4 separate regions of the Mus musculus genome follow, and all the other regions are linked to region 1. Evidence: chromatin contacts called from public HiChIP or PLAC-seq and promoter capture Hi-C data. All regions are on one chromosome and are shown on one strand. The core of a region is the stretch at or near the end of the contact, and the rest is flanking DNA. Distances in the headings are between cores, read along the strand shown. Region 1 holds the start of Ccdc117 (coiled-coil domain containing 117). Region 2 holds the start of Emid1 (EMI domain containing 1). Region 3 has its middle 25 kb from the start of Emid1. Region 4 holds the start of Polm (polymerase (DNA directed), mu).

Region 1 (2,912 bases), core at 221-2,720:
ACATGGTGGGAGAGAGCCAATTTCCAAATGCTGTCCTCTAACTTCCACATACTCATCTGGAATTTGTATAATAGTAATGGTCAAGAAAAAAAAGAAAAGGCAGGTATTGAGGCCTGGTAGCATGTGGGCCTTTATAATCTGAACATGCAGAGGCAAACAGATCTAATAAGTTTGAGGACAGCCCTGGTTAGACACGGCTCCACAGACAGGCGATCTTAACAAAAACCAACAGGTAGACCTTGTATATACTCATTTGGAATAAGCTACTCCAAAGCATTGCAGAGTGACCAGGTATCTGGCTACAAAATTTGTAAGTTTCTGGACTCTTCCTAAGGAGAAAGAGAACAGGTTACATGGTTACTACCTCCGCGGAGAACACCAACCCTTCCAATACAGAGCCTAGGATTTTCTTTTTGTTTTGGTTTAATACTTTTGTGTCTGAAATGACAGTTTAAAATGCATGCGCATTTTCCTCTACCTGCCCGCCACTCAGTTTCTGCCCCTAAAAGGCAAACAATGTCAGCAGTTTAAAGAGATACATGTGCTTCACCGTTTTCACTTCAAATAGGATACACGTGTTAAACTAACCGCGACCACAAAGAGGACAAATTGGTCTGGATACTTACTCATCATCCTCCGCCAACCGCTTGTGTTTCTTTCTACAGTGAATGGAAACACTGTTGGAACAAACAAAAACAAACCAGTCACTCACGACTGGAACGTAAATGTAACGTTTCTGCACCATGTATTTGTCGCCTCACTCATCCGGATCTCCCGCCACAAATTGAACATTCCTTCCTTGGCCGTGATAGACCCACACAGGTCCCAGGTGATCACGATTTGCCAGGGGCTCCGAATAAAATAACCTCAGACAAGAAAATCTGAAGTTGTCACTTCTGTCGGGGCAGTGACAGTTGAGCACTCGCTCCAAACCCATTTCTGCCCCCAACATTGCCGATGAGGGACCCAAGTGTCCCAGAGGCATTCAAAGTTGTCCCGGCCGGCAGCCGGCGGCCGCGCGTGTGGAGGGAAGCGTCCAGGCCGAAGAACCCTCGAGGGTCGCCCGCCCTGCGCCCCGGGACTCACGGTTAACGTCCCGAGAGGTTAACGGGCCCGCCCCGCCTGCTCACCGTCCGCGCGCTGTTCTCCCGCCCGGGCTGCTCGGCGCGCCGCGGACACCGGGCCGCGGGGCCAGGTCATGGCCGGCGGCTCCTGGCGGGAAGGCCCGGCCCGCGAAGGCCGGTGGCGGCTGCAGGAAGTCCGCGCTGCCGCTCAGAGGGAGGCCGCTGAAGGGCCGGCCGAGGGCTGCCATGGCTTTCCAGACGAGGCTGCGTCCGCGACCCCAGTCGTTCGTTTTCCCAGACTCCGCAGTGGCCGCCACCAACGCTACCCACGATTACCTGCCTCTGAGCCCTCTTCGGCCCCCCAACCTCACGCCTTCTAGAACCCTCCACTCCGGACCGCCCAGAGACACGTCGGGATTTGTTGTGTATAGAGGGCCGCTGTCGTGAGGCATGCCGGGAGTTGTGGTCCTTAAGGACTACAGGCAAGATGGCCGGGGGTGTACCGGACGAATTGCAGGAGGTCAGGTCGCCCTCACCCGGCCAGAATGACAGACACCCAATCCCTATACAGAACGTTTGAGCTGGGCGTGGTGGATTCCCAGCTCTTATCAGGTGGAGGCAGGATAATCAGACACATTCAAAGCCAGACTTTGACTAAGTAGCATGGTCTAGGCTAGCCTAGTCTACGTGGGACCCAGTCCAAAATAAAAAGTTACACGTTTCTGTTTCTTCTGTAGTAAACAGGATAAGAAAAAATGTTTTCAGAGTTGAAGTGAGTAGTGAATGAATTAAAAATCTAGAGGTGGGGCTGGGCATAGTGGTGCACACATTTAATACCAGCACTTTCTGGGCAGAGGAGGGAAAATCTCTGAATTCTAGGTCAGTCTGGTCTACATAGTGACTTCCAGGCCAGCCACTGTTACGAAACAAAATATAAAAAAAAAAAATGCCTAGGAGTGGGACCTGACAGCTGGAGTTATTATTCTAGAATCTATGGTGAAAGGAAAACCAACTCTAGAAACTTGTTCTTGAACTTCCTTTCGTGGGGTGGGGGTGGGGACTGGCTTGGTTTTGTTCCCTGGTTACACATGCACTCTCATGCACACATATAACAATAACAAATAGAAAATTAAAAGCTAATAAAACTCCGAGAGGGAAGTGCAGCTGAGTGGTAGGGTGCATGTACTCCACCACAATATTTATACATGAAGCAGGTGGATGTGTGGCACATACTTCCAGTCAATCCCAGCTATAGGGAGGTTGAAGCAAGAGAATGGTTGAGTTCAGCCTTAACAACAAAACAGGATGTCAAGGCTTAGAAAACTCTACATGTGTGTACTTGTAATGCTATCTTTCAATTGTTTCTGTGTTTTATCATAAATGAAATTTTTGATGTATTGGATCCCATGGACAATTACTAAAACCCCCAGAGATTGGGAGAGCAATTGGAGGGGAAAAGCAGAAGTTCAGCCTTGTATATCCAAAGATGGTTAATAATGTCCCCTGCTTAGGTTGGACCAATGGAGTGGAGGATTGATTGGTCAGTCCTACCACTGATCATCCCCCATTTTTTTCTGCCTTAAAGAATGATCCCATCACTCATCACTGAGTGGCTTATACCATTGTCAATGCCATTTAGCCAAAGATTTATCAAGGACACACCAGTAACTGAACTAGAGTGGACTTAAGGAAGTGAGTTAGTGTCTTAGCCTGGGGGAGTTGAGTTAGTGATAAATGATTTGGAGGAAGTAAAGTTCATAAAGGCAACTTTGTATGAGCAGGTCGGGTGGCATAAACCTGTAATCCCAGCATTTGGAAGGTTGAGGCAGGAGGATTTTAAAAATGGAA
Region 2 (2,912 bases), core at 169-2,668, 390 kb before region 1:
GCTGGGAAGGTTCTAGAAGCAATGGATGCAGGAAAAGTGCCAGCCCACACCAGCTGTGGTTGGCACACTGTAGGGGTGCTGTGGCATCTGCCACATCTGCCACTCGGCTGTTCCCATCTCAGACAGCTAACTGCCTGACCTCTGCTGCCTCAGCCACTTCTACCCCTGAGCCTGCTCTACCCGGTCACCTGCTTTTGCTAGCTCCCAGGGGGGGTTGCTGGCCTCTGACCACAAGAAAGGGAAACTTCTAAAAAGAAAGAAGTGAGGCCACAGGGGGGTGGGGCCCTCACGGGCCTTTGAATGGGCTGAAAGGCCTAAGAGGCCTGGTTAGTCCACATTGTCTGTCCTGGAGACAGGGGCAGGGGCTACAGGCAGAGCAGGGGCCAGGGCAGGTTCAAACTCTGCCATCGAGTCCAGAAAGGGAGAGCTGAATCCCAGCTCTTCCATGAATACCCACCACGAGCACATTAGTCTCAGTTTGCCCCTCTATTGAGTGGGGACAAGTTTCCCTACATCCTCCAGTCTTGAAGGCACTGTCTAGAAAAAGCCCCACAGGACCCGATCCTGGGAAACACTCCACAAAGGCCGGCAGAGAGTCATAGGCTTTTGGGAGGTCCAACCAAATGCCAGGTCCCAGGGGGCCTCTGACACTGACCCACTGTGCAGTCTCCACCCCAGTCCTTCCTCCGAGTGAAATAAATAGCTGGGACATAAAAAAAGAAAAAAGAAAAAAAAAAAGAAAGAAAGAAAGAAGAAAAAGACAGTAGCAGGGGAAAAGAGAGGGGATTCCTGAAGGGCTGGCTAAGGGGTGATCCTGGCATTTTACATGTACATGAAGGGAAGGGGGGCTTGGGCGAGACCCACAGAAGTCCTGGGAAGCTCTGTTGCATTGCCATGGGTCCACCTTCTGGGGCCTCCGGGATCTCAGTAGGGGAGGCCGTCTGTTCTTTCACACAGAAGTAGGTGAGCCGGCTATCCTGAGCACAGCGTGCCAAACCCCTGCTCCCACTGCTTATGGTATAGAGATGAGCGATGGAGCCCCTGCAACAGTCTCGGACTGCCTCCGATGTCCCGGGATTGCAAGGAGCTGGGGTCGGGTCTCTGTCCCAGTCCTAGGGTTGCATGGAGCTGGGGTCGGGTCTCTGTCCCAGACCCTGAAGTTGCACAGAGCTGCGATCGGGTCTCTGCCCCAGTCGCGGGATTGTACGGAGCTGGGGTCGGGTCCCTGTCCCAGTCTCGGGGTTGCACGGAGCTGGGGTCTGCTTCCCTCACCCCAGTGCTGGGATTGCACAGAGCTAGGGGAGACTTACCTGCGACCCGAGAACCGGGCGCCCGGGACGCTCCACGCGGCGCCGCCTCCCGGGAGCAGGAGCCCGAGGCAGAGCAGCGTCCAGGCCCGCGGGCCGCCCATGCTGTCGTCCCCACCGCAGCCGCGGGCGCGCAGAGCCGGTTCCGGGCGGAGCAGGGCGGGGGCGCTCGGCTTCGCCCGCCCCTCGCCCCCCGCCCCCCGCCAACCCGGAAGCCGTCCGCGCCCCCGCCAGGACGCCCTCCAGGTGCCCACCTGAGCCGCAGACTGGGAAACTGAGGCCCTGGCCGCACCCGCCCCCTCGTCCCCGCAACGCTGCCAGGACCTGAACCCACCACTCCAGAGCGATCGCCTCTGGACGCACATCTTTGACATCTTTGCGGAACTGGGTTCCCGAAACACACAGGATCTTCCCATCGACCTAACACAGGCTTCCTGCGCGAGCTGTGCCATTGTCCCAGGCATCTCACCCCATACATCCTGCCCTGACTAAAGCTTTCATCACTCCGTGTTGGGCTGGCTAGGTCGCCCATGTTACGGAGGAGAAACCCGAGGCTCAGGTGCTCCCGCGTCCCCTAAGTGCAGTGACCCTTATACCTGTTTTACAGGGAGACACTAAGGCCCAGAGCACTCTGGCAGAGTAACCCCAGACCCACAATCCCCTCATCTCAGTGTTGGGGTCTAAGCACAAGTGTAGACAGCATTTTGGCATAGGCCTCAATTTCCCATTCCCTAAGGTAAGGACTGGCTGAGAGCAGAGGGCCTGGGTGGGACTCAGGCACATTCCACGCGGCATAGCAGGTGCGAGGAGTTTGCCTGTGCTGACATGATAGACTATTTGTGTGCATGGATAATGTTGTATGCATGCACGGCGCTGTAAACATGTATGTGCTGAATCTGTGTGTACACGATGTGTTTGTGAGCATGGGCAGTATTTGCTTATGTACGCCATATTTGAATGAACAATGTATGTGTTTGTGTGGTGGGCATGTGTATGCATGTATGTCTGTGTACACGTGAGATGCCTGTATGCATGCATATCATGTTTGTGTACACGTGTGCATGTGTGTGTATATGAACATGTGTGTATATGAACATATATGTACATATATGTACACACATATATGTACATATATGTACACACATATATGTACATATATGTACACACATATATGTACATATGTGTGTATATGAAGTATGATTTTCTTTCTTTCTTTCTCTTTCTTTCTTTCTTTCTTTCTTTCTTTCTTTCTTTCTTTCTTTTAGATGAGCTCTCTATATGTCCTGGCTTGGTCTGGAACAAATACACACACACACACACACACACACACACACACACACACACACATATATAATATGGCTAGCTTTCATTTCACAGAGGTCTGTCTGCCTCTGCCTCCTGCATGCTGGGTTCGATACTGTGCCCAGCTCTACACAAGAGCAGAGTCGTCACCAAGGGAGGTCACAGAAGACGTCTACTGCACGCCCCAGCAGTGAGCAGCCTAGGTCAGGGAATCTTTGCCCAGCTCAGCTGTGCAAGGGGCCATGCTCCTGTGGTTGCTTGCCCATCTCTGTGTGGAAACAAAGACAGTCTGAGTCCTGGGGC
Region 3 (2,912 bases), core at 220-2,719, 360 kb before region 1:
GTTCTGGGAAAGCCAGAGTCTACCCTGAGCCTAGAACCTTTGACATCACTCAGTGACAGATCCCAACCACGGTATTAGACAACTGTGGCCACAGATCCACACAGAGCACTCATGGCTTCCCATGGCCTTCCAGGGCTGAATCACATGGGAGTCAGGGCCAGCGCCCATGGGGAGCCCTCCAGCCACCTGTCACTGTGTTCAGAAACCCATACTTTCTGGGTTTTTGTGGTTTCTTGTTGTGGTTTGTGTGTCTGTCTGTCTGTCTGTCTGTCTGTCTGTATATCTGTCTGTCTTTCTGTCTCTGTCTCTGTGTGTCTGTGTGTGTCTTGTGTGTCTATGTTTCTGTATGTGTCTGTCTTTCTGACTTACTCTCTATGTGTCTGTCGTGTGTCTGTGTATATTGTGTATCTGTGTGTCTGTCTGTGTGTATCTGTCTATCTCTTTCTGTCTCTGTATGTCTGTGTGTCTGTCTCTGCCTGTCTGTCTGTCTGTCTGTGTAGGCCAGTGGTTGAAGTCAAGTGTCTCCCTTACCCACTCTGCACCTTAGTTTTTGAGCAGGGTCTCTCACTGAACTCAGAGGTACTGATTTGGCTAAGCTGGCTGGCCAGTGTTGTCCCAGCACTTAGACTGCAGGTACACGCCACCACACCTGGCTTTTTAACCTGGATGCTGGAGATCTGAACTCGGGTCCTCATGCTGTGTGGACCTAGGCACACACCCACTGAGTCGATTCTGTAGACTTGTATGCTGTTTTGTTGAGAAACAGAGCAGAATTCACCTCACAGGTCCCCGAGACCAGAAGGGCATAACTCAGTCCTGCCTCAAGTGAGGGGGTAGCTGTGACAGGCCGTCATGAGAACATGCTTTCAGTCTGAGGAGAAGGCAGCTCCACCTGGCACTCTGATGTCACCAGCTTCTTTTGTTCAAACAGCTGGGCTGTTTTGTCGGCCATACTTTCTGGGCAGTGCCTAAGACCAGCTGAGGTACGTTACTGCAGAGTTTTCAATGGCCGGGGCTTAAAATCTGGCTGCTGAGTCAAACTGGTGACAAAGACAGCAATTCCACTAGGAAATTCCACTGAGGCTGGAGGCCCGTGAGTTTACACTGGAATAGGCCTGGGACTCTTCGATGGTAGAGCACCCCAAGGCCCCAGGCTCAGGCTGAGCGCTGCAGAGTCTCTGAGTCTCTGAGTGTGCAGACTTCTAAGCACAGCATACTGGAGGCTGAGATAGAAGGTGGAGAGTTTGAGGCTACCTCACAAACAAACAAACAAACAAACAAACACGTGCTAGGGTAGAGCTCTTGCCTTGGCCCTGGCATGATCTCTAGTGTGGTTTAAAAAAAAAAAAACAACCCTAAAGAAGAGATTCTGGCTGCCAGCAGAGGCAGGAAGCAGGATGTGCGCATCACAGCCGCTTACCACAGCCTGAGGCAGGAAGGAAAGACTGACATAAAAACCCTTTGATCGTGGTCTCTTGATCTCTGAAAGGTTCATCTCATCACGGCTGAGAAAGGATGGGCGTCTATAACTTCTGTGTCGCCTAAGACTCACTGGATCCTCTAGAATATTCCCAACCGAGCCAATGGCCAACGCCCTGGGTAGGCTTCTGGTGAACTGAGCTAGGTGCCAGGTCAGGCGGGAGTCCTCCGCGCTCAGTGGCCTACAGCTGGTACAAGGAGACAGGTAACTTCCAGAAGGCCAGCCTGGCCAGGGTACATGGCCTCAGGCTCCACAAAGCAGAGGCCATTGTCTGTCCCAGTATTCCTTGCCATCAACACTATCATATATCCTATCATATCAGTCATATGATGTTCAGTAAATATTTATAGGTAAAATGAACCATGTAGGAGCTGGGAGATGGTTAAGAGCACTGGCTGCTCTTCCAGAGGACCCAGGTTCAGTTCCCAGCACTTACAGGGCAGCTCACAACTGCCTATAACTCCAGTTCCAGGGGATCTGACACCCTCAAACAGATATACATACAGGCAAAACACCAGTGCACAAAGAAGTAAATAAATAAATCATTAAAAAGGTCTTGGAGGGAGAAGTCTGAAAGGGTATGCTGGTACCGGGGACTATATGCACGTATGGTGGGTATACACATGTTTGGTGTGCACACAAATATCTATGTAGTATGTGCTAGACATAGATGGGCAAAGTGTTTAGCCTCAGCAGCAGAGTCTCTGGACTCAGGACTGACTATAATTTGTGGGCACCACAGTGCAAAATGAAAATATAGAGTCTCTTCTTGGAAAAATAATGAAGACTCTCAGGAGGCCAACAGCCAGAGCCAAATCAGGAGCACAGGACCCTGCAAACGCCATATACCTGGGACGGCCAGCCCTATGAGCTGCAGCCCCAAGTCCTCGCTCCCTAAGAGCTCCCGGTCCATAGGTTTGCATCCCCCCCTGCCCCCACTTCCCAGTTCCCTCTTTTTTTTTTTTTTTTTCTTTTTTATCTAGACAGGGTTTCTCTGTATAGCCCTGGCTGTCCTGGAACTCAGAAATCCGGCTGCCTCTGCCTCCGAGTGCTGGGATTAAAGGCGTGCGCCACCACGCCCCGGCCAGTCCCCTTTTTTTCTTGTAAAGCTAGGTTCCTGCCTGGCTGGTCTCAGGGTTAGCGAGCATCCCTCTGTCCCTTGCTGGGGCACTCACTGTCTGCTACTTTGTGTTGTGGTTGGAACAATGAGAATTTCTTCCCTGGGGAGATGTAAATCCCTTCCTCCCTCCCTCCCTCCTTTCCTTTCCTCCCTCCCTCCCTCTTCTAAGAACGCAATATCAAACTAGAGTTTGGTTTCATCAAGGCTCACACATGACCAGAGCATGAGTGAAGGCTTGCCTACAGGAGTATGTGTGACTCTGTAGCAGCAGACTGGAAAGTTTTCACCCACCATGGATGGTGGCTCCCCCAT
Region 4 (2,912 bases), core at 120-2,619, 300 kb after region 1:
TGTAGGCCAGGCTAGCCTGGAACTCTAGTACCCTTGTACCAGGACTACAGGTTGGCATACCATTCTGCTAAGATTTTAAGACACAAGAATTTTGCCCTATTTATTCAAACCCCAGTAGGCAGACTCTTGTTGTATGTACTTGGAAAGCATCGTATTTATATTTCCTTTACACTGGGAAAATCCAATGCAGGCCACCTTGTCAGGCTGTGGTAAGAATGTAGAGCCACACGAAATCCAAATTGTTATCTCTACTCTTTTAAGTGTAGTCTTGAGCCGGGCGTGGTGGCGCACGTCTTTAATCCCAGCACTTGGAAGGCAGAGGCAGGCAAATTTCTGAGTTCGAGGCCAGCCTGGTCTACAGAGTGAGTTCCAGGACAGCCAGGGCTACACAGAGAAACCCTGTCTCGAAAAAAAACAAAACAAACAAACAAAAAGAATGTTTCATTTGTGGAGGGAGGAGTTAGTTGCAAACAAACTAGCCAGCTACACGGGCACAGGCTCCTTTAGTCTCCTCAATCTCAGTTACTCCACTGCCCTGGGCATTTTCTCTACTGGAGCTAGTTGGTGACGTCTGCAAACTCAGGACATCTTTGACCGCTGGCTCATTGGAGGGAATGCAGCTAGCAAATATTTCTCACTAACCATTCTTTCTTTTATAGCTCTTTAAGAAGCCTCTGACTCGATGGCATCCTTTCAAAAAGAGGAACTCCGGGTTGGAGACCGTACCGCAACCGCGAAGTACCGAGGCTGGCTTGGAACCCAAAGCCGCAGGTGCTGCTTGCTGTCACAGCTGCGCGCCAGCTCCCGCCCTGGGCCACAGTAAGTCCCTACCCTGGGGTGACGGGCACAATTACACCAGCTCCCGGAGGGGGATGGCATCCCACCACCATCGGGGCCTCCCGGGAGCCGCACACCTGTAAGCATCTAGGACGCGGAAGCCTTTGGACCGCGCCAGGCGGGTGAGGAAGGCCCGGCGGCTGCGGCCCATTCGCGGCTCCGCAAGGTAGATGGCCACATCCGGGAAGCGCACCACCGAGGGCGGCGTGGAAGAGGCTACCGCGCTGTGTGGGGACCCAGCTCGCACTCGCCGTCGCTTCGGAAGCATCTGGGCACCAACTCTGGAAGCACAGGAAGCCGCAGAACGAAGGAAGGCAGGGTCATGAAAGAAGGCGGAAGGAGGAGAGAGGAAGTGGTGTCTGCTCTATGCAAACGAGACGCCCTCTAGGATGCTTTTGGCTTCCCATCGGAAGCCCCAGTTCTATGCAAATAACGCCCGAGGATTCTTATTTGAACTACTCTCATAGAAAGCCCCAGTGGTTTCCCAGACCTTAGAGTAGCCTGGGCCCGTAGGCGGGGCTTCGCCTCGTACTGGGCGGGCACTTTTCTCCTCTCGGGGGCGGAGTCTCGGCCTCTCTTCCTCGCCCCCGAGGGCGGGGTCTCAGGTTATCCTGGCCATATGAGAAGTCCTGGATAACCCTCCACTGCCTCTGCTGGTGACAGAGCGCCCACGCCACTTCCCCTGGGTATGCAGAGGGGAACGGAGTTTGAGTAGTATACATGTGAGCTGGTGGAGGGTGAAAACGTTTTCCAATGTAACGAACAGCATTGGGACAGCTGGCGTTCCATTTGGAAAGTTAAGTCTGCAACCCTATAGGTTGGAACAATAATATGAACTAACCAGTACTCCCAGATCTCATGTCTCTAGCTGCATATGTAGCGGAAGATGGCTTAGTCGGCCATCATTGGGAAGAGAGGCCCCTTGGTCTTGCAAACTTTATATGCCTCAGTACAGGGGAACACCAGGGCCAAGAAGTGGGAGTGAGTGGGTAGGGGAACAGGGCGGGGGAGGGTATAGGGGACTTTCGGGATAGCATTTGAAATGTAAAGTAAGAAAACACCTAATAAAAAATTGGGGAAAAAAAAAAAAAGACTAGATCCCAGTGGAAGTGAACAGAAATGGTTTCTATGTGCCCTTTTTCCCCGATTGAAGAAAAATAATTCCAGTGGCTCTTCATCTGGAACAGCATTATTTATGGATTTTATAGATTAAACTTATTAAAATTCCTTTATAGTTACATTAGGAAGGATTTTGAGTCCTGATTGATACCCTTTGTTCAGTTATTTCACTGGATCTTTTGTCAGAAATGTTCCTATGCCCCATTATGCCATAGTCAAAAAAAAAAAAAAAAAATTGGCCCCCTTACAAACTGCTTAACATTAAGCAGATCTCAGACGGATCAGCAATCATTTAAATCCGAAAAAGAAACCAAAGCTATATTAGTGACACTCGATTTTTTTTAATTTTTAAAAATATTTATTAGATGTATTTATTTTTATTTTCTGTGTCTTCGTGTTTTACTTGCATGTGTAGCTGTACCCCACGTACATGTTTGGTGCCGTCGAGTGAGAATGTTTCAGATCCTTGGAACTTGAGTTAAGAACATTTGTGAGCCGCTGCCCCTGTGAATGCTGGGAATCTAACTCAGGTCCTCAGCAGGAACAAGTGCTCTTAACCAATAAGTCATCTCTCTAGCCCCTTAAAAAAATTTTTTTTTAATTATGTGCTTAATTGTTTTGCCTGAATGCATGCATGTACACCACGTGTATGCCTGGTGCGGGCAGAGATCTTGAACTGCAGTTAAAGATGGCTGGGAACTGAACCTGGGCTCTCTGCAAGAGCAGCAAGTGCTCTTAACTCCCAAGCTATCTCTCCAGCCCCATTGGAAGATTTTTGTGATCTAAGGAGCACAACCAACTGGAGGAAAAGAATGGCAAGTGGAACCACATGTAACTTTAAATCCTGGCCTGGCAGGGTGGCATAGCTGCACTGTCAGCACTCCAACCTGAGAAAGGAGGGACTCCATTTGAAAGTAGTTTGAGCTGGCTGTGGGTTGTGAGTACTGAGTGTCCTA

What was found. Promoter capture Hi-C pulls out the DNA fragments that hold promoters and counts their contacts. HiChIP or PLAC-seq counts read pairs in DNA pulled down with a chosen protein or histone mark.
Region 2: a contact with region 1 is called in an H3K4me3 HiChIP or PLAC-seq map of neural tube, with 5 times the contacts expected there. The contact joins the promoter of Emid1 here to the promoter of Ccdc117 in region 1. A contact is called at or near these places in 5 of 39 promoter capture datasets (cranial neural crest, frontonasal cranial neural crest, liver and 2 more), 6 of 115 datasets of contacts at active chromatin or transcription factors (the 230-238 cell line, astrocytes, bone marrow-derived macrophages and 3 more) and 2 of 9 other capture datasets (embryonic stem cells and pancreatic islet).
Region 3: a contact with region 1 is called in an H3K27ac HiChIP or PLAC-seq map of regulatory T cell precursor, with 6 times the contacts expected there. The contact joins the enhancer-like site here to the promoter of Ccdc117 in region 1. A contact is called at or near these places in 1 of 39 promoter capture datasets (embryonic stem cells), 2 of 484 Hi-C or Micro-C datasets (CD8 T cells and regulatory T cells) and 5 of 115 datasets of contacts at active chromatin or transcription factors (astrocytes, bone marrow-derived macrophages, epiblast stem cells and 2 more).
Region 4: a contact with region 1 is called in a promoter capture Hi-C map of macrophages, with 5 read pairs. The contact joins the promoter of Polm here to the promoter of Ccdc117 in region 1. A contact is called at or near these places in 3 of 39 promoter capture datasets (liver and macrophages), 1 of 484 Hi-C or Micro-C datasets (embryonic stem cells) and 1 of 115 datasets of contacts at active chromatin or transcription factors (pancreatic cancer cells).

What each region holds. Positions count from the first base shown.
Region 1 is chr11:5,540,747-5,543,658 of GRCm38.p6, forward strand. Ccdc117 (coiled-coil domain containing 117) reads right to left here and starts at 1,471. Exons shown (of 5, transcript NM_134033.2): 1 at 1,131-1,471; 2 at 627-677. The coding sequence starts at 1,312.
Region 2 is chr11:5,150,812-5,153,723 of GRCm38.p6, forward strand. It overlaps Emid1 (EMI domain containing 1), which reads right to left and starts at 1,419. Exons shown (of 15, transcript NM_080595.3): 1 at 1,311-1,419. The coding sequence starts at 1,411.
Region 3 is chr11:5,175,897-5,178,808 of GRCm38.p6, forward strand. No RefSeq gene overlaps it. Among named protein-coding and RNA genes, the nearest start is that of Emid1, 25 kb to the left of the region's middle. Within about 2 kb of position 1,470, at least 89 of the 459 cell types and tissues checked have an H3K27ac peak or open chromatin away from gene starts, as enhancers often do. A contact at or near this core is called in CD8 T cells, bone marrow-derived macrophages, regulatory T cells and 1 more, where this site is marked.
Region 4 is chr11:5,836,647-5,839,558 of GRCm38.p6, forward strand. Polm (polymerase (DNA directed), mu) reads right to left here and starts at 1,370. Exons shown (of 11, transcript NM_017401.2): 1 at 915-1,370. The coding sequence starts at 1,105.